Linked DNA regions of Callithrix jacchus: region 2 is linked to region 1. Evidence: chromatin contacts called from public Hi-C data. All regions are on one chromosome and are shown on one strand. The core of a region is the stretch at or near the end of the contact, and the rest is flanking DNA. Distances in the headings are between cores, read along the strand shown. Region 1 overlaps RIN2 (Ras and Rab interactor 2). Region 2 overlaps RIN2 (Ras and Rab interactor 2).

The links. A called contact is a pair of places that touch in the nucleus more often than the background predicts.
Region 2: a contact with region 1 is called in a Hi-C map of skeletal muscle, with 5 times the contacts expected there. The contact joins two enhancer-like sites. A contact is called at or near these places in 2 of 3 Hi-C or Micro-C datasets (both in skeletal muscle).

The regions. Positions count from the first base shown.
Region 1 is chr5:26,730,232-26,737,746 of calJac240_pri, forward strand. The region is part of intron 1 of RIN2 (Ras and Rab interactor 2); the gene reads left to right. Among named protein-coding and RNA genes, the nearest start is that of RIN2, 24 kb to the left of the region's middle. Within about 2 kb of position 2,265, at least 1 of the 16 cell types and tissues checked has an H3K27ac peak or open chromatin away from gene starts, as enhancers often do. A contact at or near this core is called in skeletal muscle, where this site is marked.
Region 2 is chr5:26,947,979-26,955,220 of calJac240_pri, forward strand. It overlaps RIN2 (Ras and Rab interactor 2), which reads left to right. Exons shown (of 13, transcript XM_078371480.1): 10 at 1,152-1,457; 11 at 3,560-3,691. Among named protein-coding and RNA genes, the nearest start is that of NAA20, 53 kb to the right of the region's middle. Within about 2 kb of position 4,948, at least 6 of the 16 cell types and tissues checked have an H3K27ac peak or open chromatin away from gene starts, as enhancers often do. A contact at or near this core is called in skeletal muscle, where this site is marked.

The sequences.
Region 1 (7,515 bases), core at 1,015-3,514:
AGGGTTGTTTGTGAAGACAGCTACTGATAGTGGTCATGAATTGATATGTTTTCAAGAAGCAGTGCCTCTTTAAAAATAGAATCACAAGGGACCAGGGTGTCCCATTCTCTGTTCAGATGTCACATGCCCTGCTTCCCACTGAGCTCTGGGTGTCATGAGCTTCTGTTAATGTAGAGTGAGCCAAGCAGGAATCAGGGGTCTCGCCATGAGTCCACCCAGCAGCCAACAGTGTTAGTGGAAATGCCCAGTGCTCAAGAATAGGACTGGTGCTGAGAGGAAAGGCCAGATGGAGAGGTGGGACAGTGTGGTGGATAAAAACACGTGTTCTGCAGCTAGACAGCCTCTGTCAAAACCCTTGTGACTCCACTTACAAGCTGTGGATCTCTGGGCAAACTAATCAACCTCTCTGAGCCTTGGTTTCTTCATATGTGAAATGAAAATAAGAACAGCACCCAGTTCCAAGGAGAAGATTGAAGGATCTGTGCCAGATACACTTACATTACTTGGCGTGGGGTGTGCACTCAGCATTTGCTTGTGTCTTTCCATGCGGCAAGGTCAATAATAGAGGTCTTGAAGAACAGGAAGGGAGTTCATTTTATTTCAGTTCTCCTAGTAATGGAGAGATGAAAGGGTGGTTGCAGCTGGCCAGATGGTTGTACTTGTTAGGACAGGCTAACACACCCCAGACTTTCAGGGGCTTGTAAAGAAGAGCCACTCAACCCGTGTCCACTACATGATCTGGGTTGGGTGGCTCTTGTCCAGGTGATAATGCAGGAATCCATGCTGTTTTCATCTTGTATCATGTCATCCGGAACATATAGTTTACAAGGCTATCTCAGGAAAGGACAGAAGGCTTTCTGTGAAGTCACTTTAAATGCCATGTCAGAGGCTGGCATATGTCACTTCCACCCGTATTTTACTGGCCCAAACCCAGTCACATAGACCCTCTCCAATGCAAGAATGGCTGGGACGTGGAAGGTATGTGGACAGACGCTCAGCGTGTGGCAGTGGCTACCTGCTGTGTAAAATCGCTTATTATTGCCAAGAAAGAGAACATCAATAATGACTTTGTGACAGGTGACTTCCTGGAATTTAGGAAAACTCCTAGTGTCCTGGCTTTGGAGATCTGTTAGATCATCCAGGAAATCTGATATCTGTATACCCTTTACCAAGTGGCACAATCTTTCTGCTCACTGCAACCTCCACCTCCTGGGTTCGAGTGATTCTCCTGCCTCAGCCTCTGGAGGAGCTGGAATTATAGGCACCCAGCACCACAGCTGGCTAATTTTTGTATTTTTAGTAGAGACGGGGTTTCATCATGTTGACCAGGCTGGTCTCGAACTCCTAACCTCAAGTGATCTACCCGTGTTGGCCTCCCAAAGTGCTGAGATTACAGGCATGAGCCACAGTGCGAGGCGGAGTTACCAAGCTTTTTATGAGTGAGGCAAAGAGCTTCGAAGGAAGATGATACACGATTTTTTGTTTTTTGTTTTTTTTTCAAGAAAAGTACTTCCAGGTATTCATCTGTGGCCAATCTTCATTAACTCTGTGCTTGCAATTATCGTGCCTCCTACGGCTAGGGATACACAACCTAAAACATACGTACTGAAGGTTATTGGTGACTATGCGTCATCGAAGAACGGTTCCATTTCCCATGATAGGTTACTAAGGTAGTGTAATTTGGCTTTATATTTTAAGTTAAACCCTAATTTAAAAATCTGTTTAATTGTTTGAGGTGTTACTGTCCAGATGATTAACCCTTCCTTATCTGCTTGCACATGAGCAGGATTTGCAGGCCCATAACAGACAAAGTTGAATGGAGAATTATTTATGAACTATTCAGTGGATTGATCACACTAAATTGGTTTGTCTTTCCCACTAAAACTCTTGAAGGAAAGCTCCAGATCAAGCCTATATGTTCCTTGCCATTTGCCTAGCACCTAATCCGATGCCAGGCATGAGATAGGTATTTTAAAATGTTAGCCAGCCGTGGTGGCTCACATCTGTAATCTCAGCACTTTGGGAGGCTGAGGTAGGTGAATCACCTGAGGCCAGGAGTTTGAGATCAGCATGGCCAATATGAAGTGTGTTGTCAATCATTTCCCTGTGGACAGCTAGAGCTGACTCCTGCCAGGGAGCTGACTGTCCCGCCTGGGATGGAAGTGTGGGAGGTGCAGAGCAGGTGTTCACACTCGGCTCTCATCAGTTGTAGGTTGAGGGCTCTGGAGGTCTGGGGACTGATTCCCAGCACTTCAGGCCTCTCCCTGGGAAAAGCTCATTCCAAGAGCCAGAGGAATCTTCAGGCAAGGAGACGAGGATGCTGGCAGTGTGGATGGAGTCCAGCAGGCAGCAGTGGAAGAGGGGTCGCAAGTGGCACCTGCAGTGTCTACTGCAGGGTGGAGGCCAGGTTAGCCCAGTGAGACGCTGGCAGACACAGCGTGTCTGAGGAGGGCTGGCGTATGGCACTGGAGGACGCTGCTTGAAATTAGCAAATTACCTCCTATCCCAAGGCAACTTGAAAATCAGATGTGGCTTTGCCAGTAACTCCTGCAACCTGTGGTTTCATTCAGGACAGCAGATGCTATCAAGGGCGCCGTGCTCTCTGGGATGTAGTTGAGACAGGAAGTTTGCTTGTTTTGGTGATGGCTGATGATATTTCAGAATTTTAGCTTTGAGTATGCTATAGTGGTCAGAAAGGAATTTAAACAATTGTGTGTGTGTGTGTGTGTGTGTGTGTGTGAATGCATGTTAGTTATTACAAAGAGTTCCTTGTTTAAAAAGCTATATATACTGTTGTGCTAAGAAATGCTTGTATCGTGAAGACCAAATAGATTTGGGTAAATGGATACTTTAGCTATTTAAAAGCACAGAGAACTCTGAGTTTCAGTAGAATAATGGTGGTTACCTACATCCAAATCTCTTCCCTTAACTTAAAAAAAATTTACCCAAGTCAACAAATAGAGCGAATAAAACCATTGTTTACACAAGCCCTCAGGATCACTAAGAGACAAAATTCTACAGACTTCGAATTTCCTGTAAGCAGTAAGAGAAGCACCCGGGCCCAGCCAGGCAGGCTCTGGACCCGCCCCTGAGCGTTGGGCAGAGACCACAGAGGGCAAGTGGAGACGGGCAGGAGTGTGCAGAGCCCCGGGCGATGCAGCCCAGATCACATCAGCCCCCAGAAAGGTGGCCCCATCCTGAGTGGGAATACCAGACGGCGTGAGACTGGAGGCAACAGCCAGAGGAAAGGCGAGGTCACTGGGAGAGACGAGGGAAGCTAGGAAGGGCACTGCCCCTTGGAGATTTGGTGATATCTAGAAAGAATGCAAAAAGGATAAAATTAAGGGTCCTTCGGAGATCAAAGAAAACCACATGCTCCCCCTCTTCCAGAGGAAGCACAATACTGAAATTGCACTTCACTCTGTCAACGGTAGAGGGCGCGTCCGAATCAAGAAACCTAGTCAGTCACCCACACACTGTCTACATCAACTCTCACCCACGACCCGGAAAATAGATGCCAAAGGGGCAGAAAGTGGCAGACAACGTGCAAGCAAAGCTGAAATCAGAAGAAACAAGTTTGCGAATCTAAGCATTTCAGCTAGTGAATGTTCTCACTCCTCTACACACACACACACACATACACACACACGGCAAAAGTGTGTTTTGTAATGGCGTTCCAACACTAATTAAATGTCCTAACATAAGAATTTTCATATGTTAAAAAATCTAACCTTTAATCAAAAAAATCAGAACCAAAATGGGCAAAAGCCAGGAAGATGTGAAATGAGAATTGACTGAACTCCGGAAAAGAAATGGAGACACGGCCGGACGCGGTGGCTCACGCCTGTAATCCCAGCACTTTGGGAGGCCGAGGCGGGTGGATCACAAGGTCAAGAGATCGAGACCATCCTGGTCAACATGGTGAAACCCCGTCTCTACTAAAAATACAAAAAATTAGCTGGGCATGGTGGTGCGTGCTTGTAATCCCAGCTACTCAGGAGGCTGAGGCAGGAGAATTGCCTGAACCCAGGAGGCGGAGGTTGCGGTGAGCCGAGATCATGCCATTGCACTCCAGCCTGGGTGACAAGAGCGAAACTCCGTCTCAAAAAAAAAAAAAAAAAAGAAAAGAAATGGAGACACTCAGTTTGCAGATGCTTGCGCTGCCGGGAGGGACGTCCTTTCAGTGAGTGGATGGATCAGTAACTTAGCACGTTTTCTCTGTTGCCTTTTCCCATCCACAGGTCTGTTTTCTAAACCTCAGCCTAAGGCAAGTATTTCTTATCCATACGTGGTCCTGGCTATTTCAATAGGAAACGTCGTGAAAGGCCAATGTTGGTCATCATTTTTACTTGCCAAGTTCTCTATTGTATGAGACTGTAAGAAATACCCAAATACTTTCCCAGGGAAAATCGGATTGAGTGGATTAAACTTTCCAAGGAGAACTTCATTCTCCCTGGCAATATGTCAGACTTTCAGAGATAGACTTTTCAGAGATGTTTCCAAATTGCAATGGACGACTACAATAAATGATGATGTATTTTATAGTTGGAAAGTAATTTTCATACATTATATTCATCATTAAAGTTGCATATAAGTCAAAGTAACACATGTGATAGTTTGTTTCCTGCCTCTGTGTGACCACAAGCAGCTTAGAAATGCTTTGTCTTGGTTTATACAAGTGAAAAATGAGAATGGCAATGGCTTTCCCCCACATGACATTTGTAGTGCATTGCTAACCTCAGGCTGCGGGGCAGATTGTGTTTTTCTAAACATAGCCACCATAGCATTACCCATCCCAGACATTCTCCTAGTCACCCCCTTATCAAGAGGAAAAGTTGAATGCCTTCCCCTTGAGTCTGGGTGGGTTTGTTCCAGACCCTCAGAAACCATGGCAATAATAAAATGATGATGATTTTAAGCCCCTGAGTCTTGCCGTGACTTGTTTTGTGGCAATAGAATGCAGCAGAAATAATACTGCATTACTTCTGAGGATAATTTGGGAAGAAAAAGATAATGCAATTTCCACCTTGCTGCCTGGTACATTCTTGCTGGAGTACTGAGCTGCCATATAAGCAGTGAGACTATTCTGAGGCCACCATGTTATGAGGAAACCCAAACTAGCCCATGCAAGCAGATCAGGTGGCAAAGCCCTGAAGCTACATGGAGAGAGAGAGAGACACCCTACCAGTCTCCAGCTGTGCCAGCCAGGCCTTCCCGCTCGCCACCCCACACTCGATCTTTTGTTCCAGCTCCAGTTACCATCTGGCTGCAACCATATTTGAGACTCTAAGCCAGAACTACCCAGCCAAGCCCTTCCTGAATTCCAGACCCTCAGAAACCATGGCAATAATAAAATGATGATGATTTTAAGCACCCGAGTCTTGCCGTGACTTGTTTTGCAGCAATAGGTAATGAGGATGCATGAAGCCCGAAGGAATACATCATTTCTAGGATAAGCTTAGTGACTATGCTGAATACCTTTGGTGGTAGTTTTGTTTAGGATAATTTTTATAGAGGAAGTTGATGGGACAGAACATGTCTCTTTTGGGAGGAATTATAAGATTTAGCTTATAAGCTAACCTTTCCAGTGGAAAAGAATTGAGTTATTTTCCAGTGATTTTCTGTTTTGTTTTGTTTTGTTTTCTTTTGTTTTTTTGTACTTGCAAAGCTTTATATATCTATTGTTTTTGGTAAAAGTAAATGATAGCATAGGTTACTAGAGCTATCTATTTTGTTTCTGGATGGGATAAAGCTAAAAGGACATAGGGACTAAGAACATGGCTGCTGGTCTCAAGGATTTCTAATGAAGCCCAACATTGGGTAGCTCTCCAGTCAATTCTTTGGTGAGCAAACATATTTAACATTCTAGGCCATAAGAAAGAGAAATGACCTCAAATGGGGGCTAGAGCAAGATTTTATTCCTGACGTCGAATGTGTAGTGATTAATGTCATGGAGTCAGATGGTTTGAATCATGGCTCCCTCACTTGCTGGCTGCATGACCATGGGCAAGTAAATTCATCTCTCAACAAATTTATTTGTTGCCTCTTCTGTTGTTATGAGGGTTATAGCAAGGACTGAATGAAATAATAGACGTGATGGCTCAAAACAATGTCGAGGATATACTGAGTGCTGAGCATATGGTGGCTAGTGCTGTCATTAAGTTCCTGGATTTTACAGATCCAGGGACGTAGATCTAGTAAGGGGAAGGCAGATGGTTTGGAGATGAAATTGCTTGACTGGAGCATGTGCGTCCTGGTGGCCATGTCACTACCCTATGCATTACACAAGACAATCTCAGACCTACTCCATCTGCCAAGGTGATGGTCTTTTCCAAATCCAGGAAGACTTCCTCTATTAGTAGTGTAAAGGACTATACCCCTCCCTAACTAGAATTTCCAAATAAGTTATTGTGTTTTTATTGCAGAATTTAACATTTAGGTTAAAAATACCTAGTGTCATCTCAGCAAATTACCATTGAAAGATAACCACTTTAATCTGATAAAGGGTATGTGCAAGCCATATTGAATAGTGAAATACCTATTGCTTTCACTTTGATGTACGGAATAACACAGATGTGCCCTATCACTCTTATTCACTCTCACCTTATAGCACCTATCACTCTATCACCTGTATTCAACAACGCTCTGGTAGTCTTACTAGGATACTCAGGCAAGAACAAGAAATAAATGTTATTAAAAGTAGCAAGTAAGAATTGGCCAGGCACAGAGCCTCATGCCCATAATCCCAAAACTTTGGGGGGCCACGACAGGTGAATCACTTAGTCAGGAGTTCAAGACCACCAGCCTGGCCAACATGGTGAAACTCTGTTTCTAGCTCTAACATCACCAATTATCAAGACATGCTATAAAGCTGAGCATGGTGGCAGGCACCAGTGATCCCAGCTACTCGGGAGGCCAAGGCAGGAGAATCACTTGAACCCAGTAGGCAGAGATTGCAGTGGGCTGGGATGGTGCTACTGCACTCCAGCCTGGGCAACAGAGCAAGACTTTGTCTCAAAAAAATTTTTTTTGAATTGCCATTACTCAGGAGTTAATACACTAGTAACAAATAGAAAATTAAATAGAAAATGTGATTTACAGTACCATACAAAAAATCAAATGCTTAGGAATAAACTTAACAATAGATGTGTGAGAACAACACAGCAAAACTACTGAAACTACAAATCATTGAGAGAAATTAAAGAAGACCTAAATAGATAGGACATACCATGTTCATGGATTGAAATATTTTAAAGATGTCAGTTCTCCCCAAAATGATCTACGGATTCATTAAAATTTCAAGTAAGTCCTAGAAGAGGTATTTTCTGTATAAATTGGCAAGTCAATTCCAAAATGTAGGTGAAAATGAAAAATAGTTATAAAATTCAAAACCATATTTAAGAACAACAGCAAATCTGTAGCTCTTATATCACCAATTATTAAGACAAGCTATAAAGCACATAATGAAGACTGTGGCATCAGAACAAGGATAGACAAATAGGTAAATGGAACAGA
Region 2 (7,242 bases), core at 3,698-6,197, 220 kb after region 1:
GAAACATCTCCCCTTCACCCAGATTCCCAAATGTTAGCACTTTCCACATCTGCCTCATTCTTCTTTCTCTGTGTTCACACACACATGCGTACACATACACACACACATATATGCACAAAAATATATGCACACACTCTCATTTTTCTGAACCATTTACGTTGCAGACATTGTATCCTTTTACCCCTAAATACTTCAATGCATGTTTCCTAAAAACAAGGCTATTCTGTTTAATATCTACAGTGTAATTATCAGACCTAGAAAATTAATACCAATGCCCTCTGAACACTGTTACCTAACCTGCAGGCTGTATTCAATGGCCGACTAATGTTCTTTATAGCAAATGAAGAATTTTTTAATCCAGAATCTAAGATCACATATTATATGCATTATATTTAGGTGAATCTATTTCCTCAGAAAATAATCTTTTTTTTTTTGAGATAGAATCTTACTCTGTTGTCCAAGTTGGAGTGCAGTGGTGCAATCTTGGCTCACTGAAACCTTTACCTTCTGGGTTCAAACACTTCCCCTGCCTCAGCCTCCCCAGTAGCTGGTACTACAGATGTGCACCACCATGCCCAGCTAACTTTTTTTGTATTCCTAGTAGAGATGGGGTTTCACCATGTTGATCAGGCTGGTCTCCAACTCCTGACCTCAAATAATCCGCCCACCACAGCCTCCCAAAGTGCTGGGATTACAGATGTGAGCCCTGCACCTGACCCTCTTCAGAAAATATTCTAAGGGATGTTGAACCCTCCTTATTAGAAAATCCTTCCCTTAAGACAATATTTTTGCTCTCCTGTTAATTGGATGACCAGTTGAAGGACTAGGTCAAAAGAATGTCTTCTAGCATATTTGCCTGTACTTATAGGAATGGGGCATGAAAGTAATCAAAACAAATATATTTCATTATGTTGATTATATGCAAGTTAGACATCATTTGGGAAGATTAGGTCTTCCTGGCTTTTCAGAAAAAAAAATGTTAGCATGTGAGTCATGGTGCTTGGTGTTGTCCATTGGTTGGATGTTAAGCTGCACAATTTGTGTGTCCTGCAGCCAATGCATAGAGTTACAGATGTTCCCTCTAAGAAAGCAGATGCTGTGTCTCTTCTTTCTTCAGACAATGGTCATAGTTGCTGCACTTTCTTTGGCAGATGTGGTGCTGGAGAAAGCCATGCACAAGTGCATCCTGAAGCCCCTGAAGGGGCACGTGGAGGCCATGCTGAAGGACTTTCACATGGCCGATGGCTCGTGGAAGCAACTGAAAGAGAACCTACAGCTCGTGCGGCAGAGGAATCCACAGGAGCTGGGGGTCTTCGCCCCGACCCCTGATTTTGTGGATGTGGAGAAAATCAAAGTCAAGTTCATGACCATGCAGAAGATGTATTCCCCAGAAAAGAAGGTCATGCTGCTGCTGCGGGTCTGCAAGCTCATTTACACCGTCATGGAGAACAACTCAGGTGAGGCGGCTGGAAGCCCAGGATCCGTGCCGCTTCCCTCCCGGGCCAGGAACAGACCTGTCTCCTGTCAGGCTTTCTGATTCCCAATTTCCCCTCCCTTTGGTCTGTTGATTTCGCCAAGTGGCTTACAAATTTATAAGGGATTCTCTGATATCTGACAAATTAGTCACATGCAATGGATTAAAATGTAAGCAGATGAGGGCAGCAAGATTTTTGAACCAGGCCAATTTAATTAAAGATTTAGTTCAGGGTATGGTTACAAATTCAGTCTCTGGAGTCTGAGCTCAAATTTTTCCTCCGAGAAGAAGAAAATTAACTGAGGGACTTTGGCCCCCTTAATCCACCGTGCACACTGCAGTTTTCTGTGTCTGGAGCCGGATGTGACCCTTTCTTTCATAAGGTGGGGATTAGCCGAGACAGCACACACATAGCCCCGAGTGCAATGGAAACATCAGCAATTATCATTACAACGTTTTGTCCAATGGAGGTTTGTTTCAATGACCTATAGTATGTGAAAGAAACTCAGAGTATTCAGTCCTAATGAGGCCTCATTAGAGCCATTTCATTGGCTCGCACTTCTTTGCTACAAGCTGAAGCAATATAATTGAAATTCACCAAAGAGTTACAAACTTGGAAAGCCAGCCCTCGGATTTACCCTTGCTGCTTCCTGTAGATGTAGGAGTAGGCATGAATCATGGATAGTGATGGAGCCCTGCATTGTCCCAGGTCTTCAGTAAGCTTATTGTAATTCCGAGGACGGTTACAAACTTTTCTTCTGAGTGAAACCGCTTAATGGAGAAGCAGCAGAGAGAAAACATAGGCACTATTAACCACTGCTTGAGTAGACAGGAATGTGTGTGCACTTTGGGAATTGTTGAGTGAAGACATTAAAATATGAGCTCCTGGGCCTGGTAATGATAGGATGTGAACATCGCCTTGTAAGTCTGCAAGCATATTTCACATATAGGAAACATATTTTCTATAGTTCACAGTCATTTCTAAAAAATTCCCCAAATAATATCTGCACGGGATTATGTTCCACTGAAGCAGTTTCTCGACATTAATACAGACAGGATGCTTCTTTGTTGTGGGGGCTTCCTGGAGGAAGCTTAACAGCATCCCAGATGTCATCTGCACCCCCACCCTCCAGTTATGTCGATGAAAAATGTCTCCAGACAGTGCCAAATGTCCCCTGGGGGACAAAATCATCTCCAGTTGAGAACCAGTGATGTAAAGAAAACTAGAAGTAAAGGCTAACATTTTCCCCAATGTTTCCATTAATCAATGTATATCTTTAGCATACTCCGAACTCGCATATTTAAAGAAATGAGCCGGGCACGGTGGCTCAAGCCTGTAATCCCAGCACTTTGGGAGGCCGAGGCGGGTGGATCACGAGGTCAAGAGATTGAGACCATTCTGGTCAACATGGTGAAACCCCGTCTCTACTAAAAATACAAACATTAGCTGGGCACGGTGGCGCATGCCTGTAATCCCAGCTACTCAGGAGGCTGAGGCAGGAGAATTGCCTGAACCCAGGAGGCGGAGATTGCGGTGAGCCGAGATCGCACCATTGCACTCCAGCCTGGGTAACGAGAGTGAAACTCCGTCTCAAAAAAAAAAAAAAAATTAACTGTGTGCTCACATTGAATACAGAGCAAAGTTTGCTTATTCCTGGTTTGAGTTTGGTCTTGTCATTATGTTTGTGAATAATGTGCACAGCAAGCAATAGGAAATAAAACACAAAGAATTAGCATAAGTAAATATTTTATAAGTGTTTTATAATGTTTGCTAAAAGTTAAAATATTTTAAAGACTATTCTGTTCTATCACCTAATTTTATACAAATTATAAAACTAGGGAGAAAATCTGTAATGTGTTCATTGATTCATAGACATTCCTTCTGAAACTTTAAGGGCCGGTCTCTAACATTAGCAGCTGGGAGGGTCACAGGCTACACAGGATTCCAGAAACACCCACCTCTGTTTATAAATAACACAGTTCCCCAGAGTGACTCCTTGGTTTCTAATAAAAGCAGCAAGTAGGATATGAAAGAAAGAAAAGTTGGTAAAAATATTCCTTCTCGTTGTTGGTTCCTGCTCTCAGGGAGGATGTATGGCGCTGACGACTTCTTGCCAGTCCTGACGTATGTCATAGCTCAGTGTGACATGCTTGAACTGGACACTGAAATTGAGTACATGATGGAGCTCCTGGACCCATCGCTGTTACATGGAGAAGGTAACTAGTTTTGAGGAAAGTTGAAGGAGCTGGGTGATATTTTTTCATTTTTTTTTGTAATTGAGATGAAATTCATGTCACAGAACATTATCATTTTACAGTGGCATTTGGTATATTCACAATGTCATGCATTCTCCCCCTTTATTTAGCTTCAGACTGTTGTCTTCAGCCTAAAATAAAACTCTGCACCCATTAAGCAGTTACTTGGGTGCTTTTTTGACATCTTAAGAGTTAACTGCTTTTTTTAATTATTATTAAAAGAATGTACTAACCTTTTTCTGATTACAAAAGTGGTAATACACACTCACGGTAGAAAATTTGGAAAAGTCTGGAAAAAAAAGAAAAAATATAACCCTGTCTTAACTCTACTTCACTAAGATTGCTTAATGGCAATAAAAAAAATATGTTCAGTAGAATAAATGCCATTTTTTTAAGAAATGGTTTCTTTGATTACAAGAGGAAATTATAAACTTTTGTTGAGAATACTTCCATTGCCAGAAAAATAACCTGCTCTTATGTTAGTGAAATGGATAAAAGTTTGCCTTTGTTTTCATTTTTTAAAATTTCATCTTCAAGATGAAAACAGTATTAACTTCTCTCCAGGTTTTTTTTTTAAAGTATCTGCCCATTTTTACAATAAAAATACAGGGCTGTGGAGTCCGTGCCGTTTGCTTTCAATTTATCTTGGCAGTTCGGGTCCCTCTTCTTGTGTCTGCCTAACCCCAACGTGTCTTAGCAGAAACTCCTTCTGCTTCCACACGGCTTAGGTATTTGACCATGGCAATGACTAGAATGTGTGGCACAGTAGTGCACAGCCTTGAAAAGCAGAAATAACTGGGGCTCTATGTGAGCTTGTCTTTTTAAAGGAGAACAAATCAAGGCCTGTGCACCGTGAAGCCTCTTAATCCATTTTTATATATCCAGATAAAAGCCCAGAAAGGCCCTGGAGGGGATTTTTATGTATTCTTTCCTCCGGTGAATTTCAGTCTGGGCTTGAGTGGAAAAGTCCATCTCGGACAGGATTCCCTAAAGAATGTGTCACCTCAGCATTTTCCCTGGAGGGAATGAAATGCATTTTTATCACCCCCAGAATGTGCCCCTTAGTCTCCCCAGTCCTGTAATGTGAATTCCCCAGGCCTTGGTTTTCCTGTCCAAGGAACCGCCCTCCCTGGAGCTCTGAATATGCCCTTCCCACGTGGCCTAGGTAGTGCTGACTCAGGATGAGGGATGAATCTCTCTCCTCCCGGCCCTAACCCCAGGCAGGTATGAATGGGCCTCTTTCATGCTTTCACCCTTTAGCCTCTTCTCTCTCCTCATTAATATTCCTGACCCTGGAACCAGACACTTCTGGATGAGCCTCGAGGCTTTTCTTGCCTTCTCTGCCCTGGGATTAGACAGGACAAGGCCAAACATGTGGTTTTGCCCAGGGACTGAGAGAAGCCTGTTAGTCTAACATGGCATGCTTTCCTTCCTTCCACTGGAATATTTGCTACTAATACAGTTTGAGGTTTGGTTATTCTTTTTCAAGCTTCAATCATGTTTAATTCTAGTAACAAGTATATAGAGCTCTTAGGGCTTTGGGGAAAAAGACATGCCAGTTTCACTTAGAAAGTCACGATTCCGTTGCTGACAGTGTGCACTCAGGACAAACATTTGCTTATAACTTGTGGCCCAAGGATAGAGACTTCCTGCCCCTTTCCCACATGGGCCCTGGGCAAGGTCCAGTGTTGATAACTGTTGGATAGGTGGCTGTCATCTCCCCACAAATTCCACAAGAAAGACAAGCGCGGCTAGTGAGGACACAAAGCGGCTGGTGAGCTCGCACTTTAACTAGAGCCTGCTTCCACTTTACCATGTCTGGGACTTCTTGGCTTCCTTCCTTGGGAGATCAGGCGGCCTAGTCGGGTTGGCTGTGACCACAGACCAGGCCTGCACAGCATCGAACTGAAGCTATGCATCCTGGGAGGAAGAGGCTACTGAGCAGCGGCAGCAATACAGATGGGACTTTTCCATGCCTGCCCAAAGCCCTCTTTGGTTTGTGGGGTAGCAGCCACGTCTCTTTTCTGCTGTTTAAGCAGGTATTCTCATTTACCAAAAAGGCGTCACAGAATCCCTTAGAAGTGCACAGCTCTTGCGGTAGGGCTAAAGTTTTGCTGAAATTTAAAACCTTCTCTAATTGCAACCACATGCTTCAAAGTGTGGTCAATTTTGTGTTTCCAGCATTTTGAGTTTTCTCCTTAGTGTCCTGAACAGATGAAAGCTAGGGAGTCTAAAATCTGAAGTCCAAGGGAGCCCCCCTCCACCCCTACAAAGATTCTAACAGTCTTCCAAGTCTTGTTGCTCAAATCTTGACCCCTCCACACGGCCTTTCCTGAATGTGTTCATATTGATTTCTCCTGAAATTCTCTGTGTAGCATCTGTATTCTGAGTTACGGAGTTTCACATACGGTCACATGCTGATTTGTTTGTGGGGCAAATATTTAGTAAAGCTCAACAACTCAGGCCAGCCACGGTGGCTCACACCTGTAATCCCAGCACTTTGAGGGGCCAAGGCAGGCAGATCACCTGAGGTTGAGAGTTCGAAACCAGCCTGACCAACATGGAGAAACTCTGTCTCTACTAAAAATACAAAATTAGCGGGACATGGTGGCGCATGCTTGTAGTCCCCGCTACTCAGGAGGCTGAGGCAGGAGAATCGCTTGAACCCTGGAGGCAGCGGTTGTTGTGAGCCGGGATCATGCCATCCTGGGCAACAAGAGCAAAACTGTCTCAAAAAAATAAAGATCAAGAATTCAAAACTCTTAACTGGGAGAATTATACTGTAGGTGGCAAGGTCTGGAAAACCCTTCAGATCACTCTGTAAGCAAAAAGCTTGACATGTGATGATGGAAAGTGCATGGCTCAGGATGACCCAGATTATGCTGCAGGAAAAAATAACCTCAAGTCTTCATCCGCAACCTTAAAACAAGGGTGCTCTTCTTTCTCGAGTTCACAGCCCGCGCAGGTTTGCAGGGTGTGCGGCTCCTGATCCACATGAAGGGGACAGTTGCCATCTTGCATGTTGCTACTTGTTGACCAGAGAGAGGCTTCCATGGGGTCTCACATAAACAGTTAACAGTGACACTTCTGCACAAAACTCATTTCACCAGACTGACTTATGGTCCCTGAAGGAATATATTGCCAGTGTTTTTTTTAAGAAAAAGACACATTCATAAACTTCTGGAGAGTGGGGACTCAGATTCTACTTCTTACAAACCTGTTTCTCCTCTGTAGCTTGCTGTGGCTCACAGTAGAGATTCGATGGGTATTCTGACCAAGAATGTCTGTAAATCTAAAATGTGCTGTGCCCAATTAGGGAATTTTTAATCAACATTCAGGGCGACACCTAGTGGTTGTTCAGCACGGAGACCATAAGTTCCTCCCCAGGCACCTAATTATGTTAGGACAGAACACGATTATTCATACGAACGAATAGATACACATCTCACAGTGCCGTTAGCCCTTTTACACTCCTCAAGAACGTAAGAGATTGTTCCTAGAGCAGCATCACA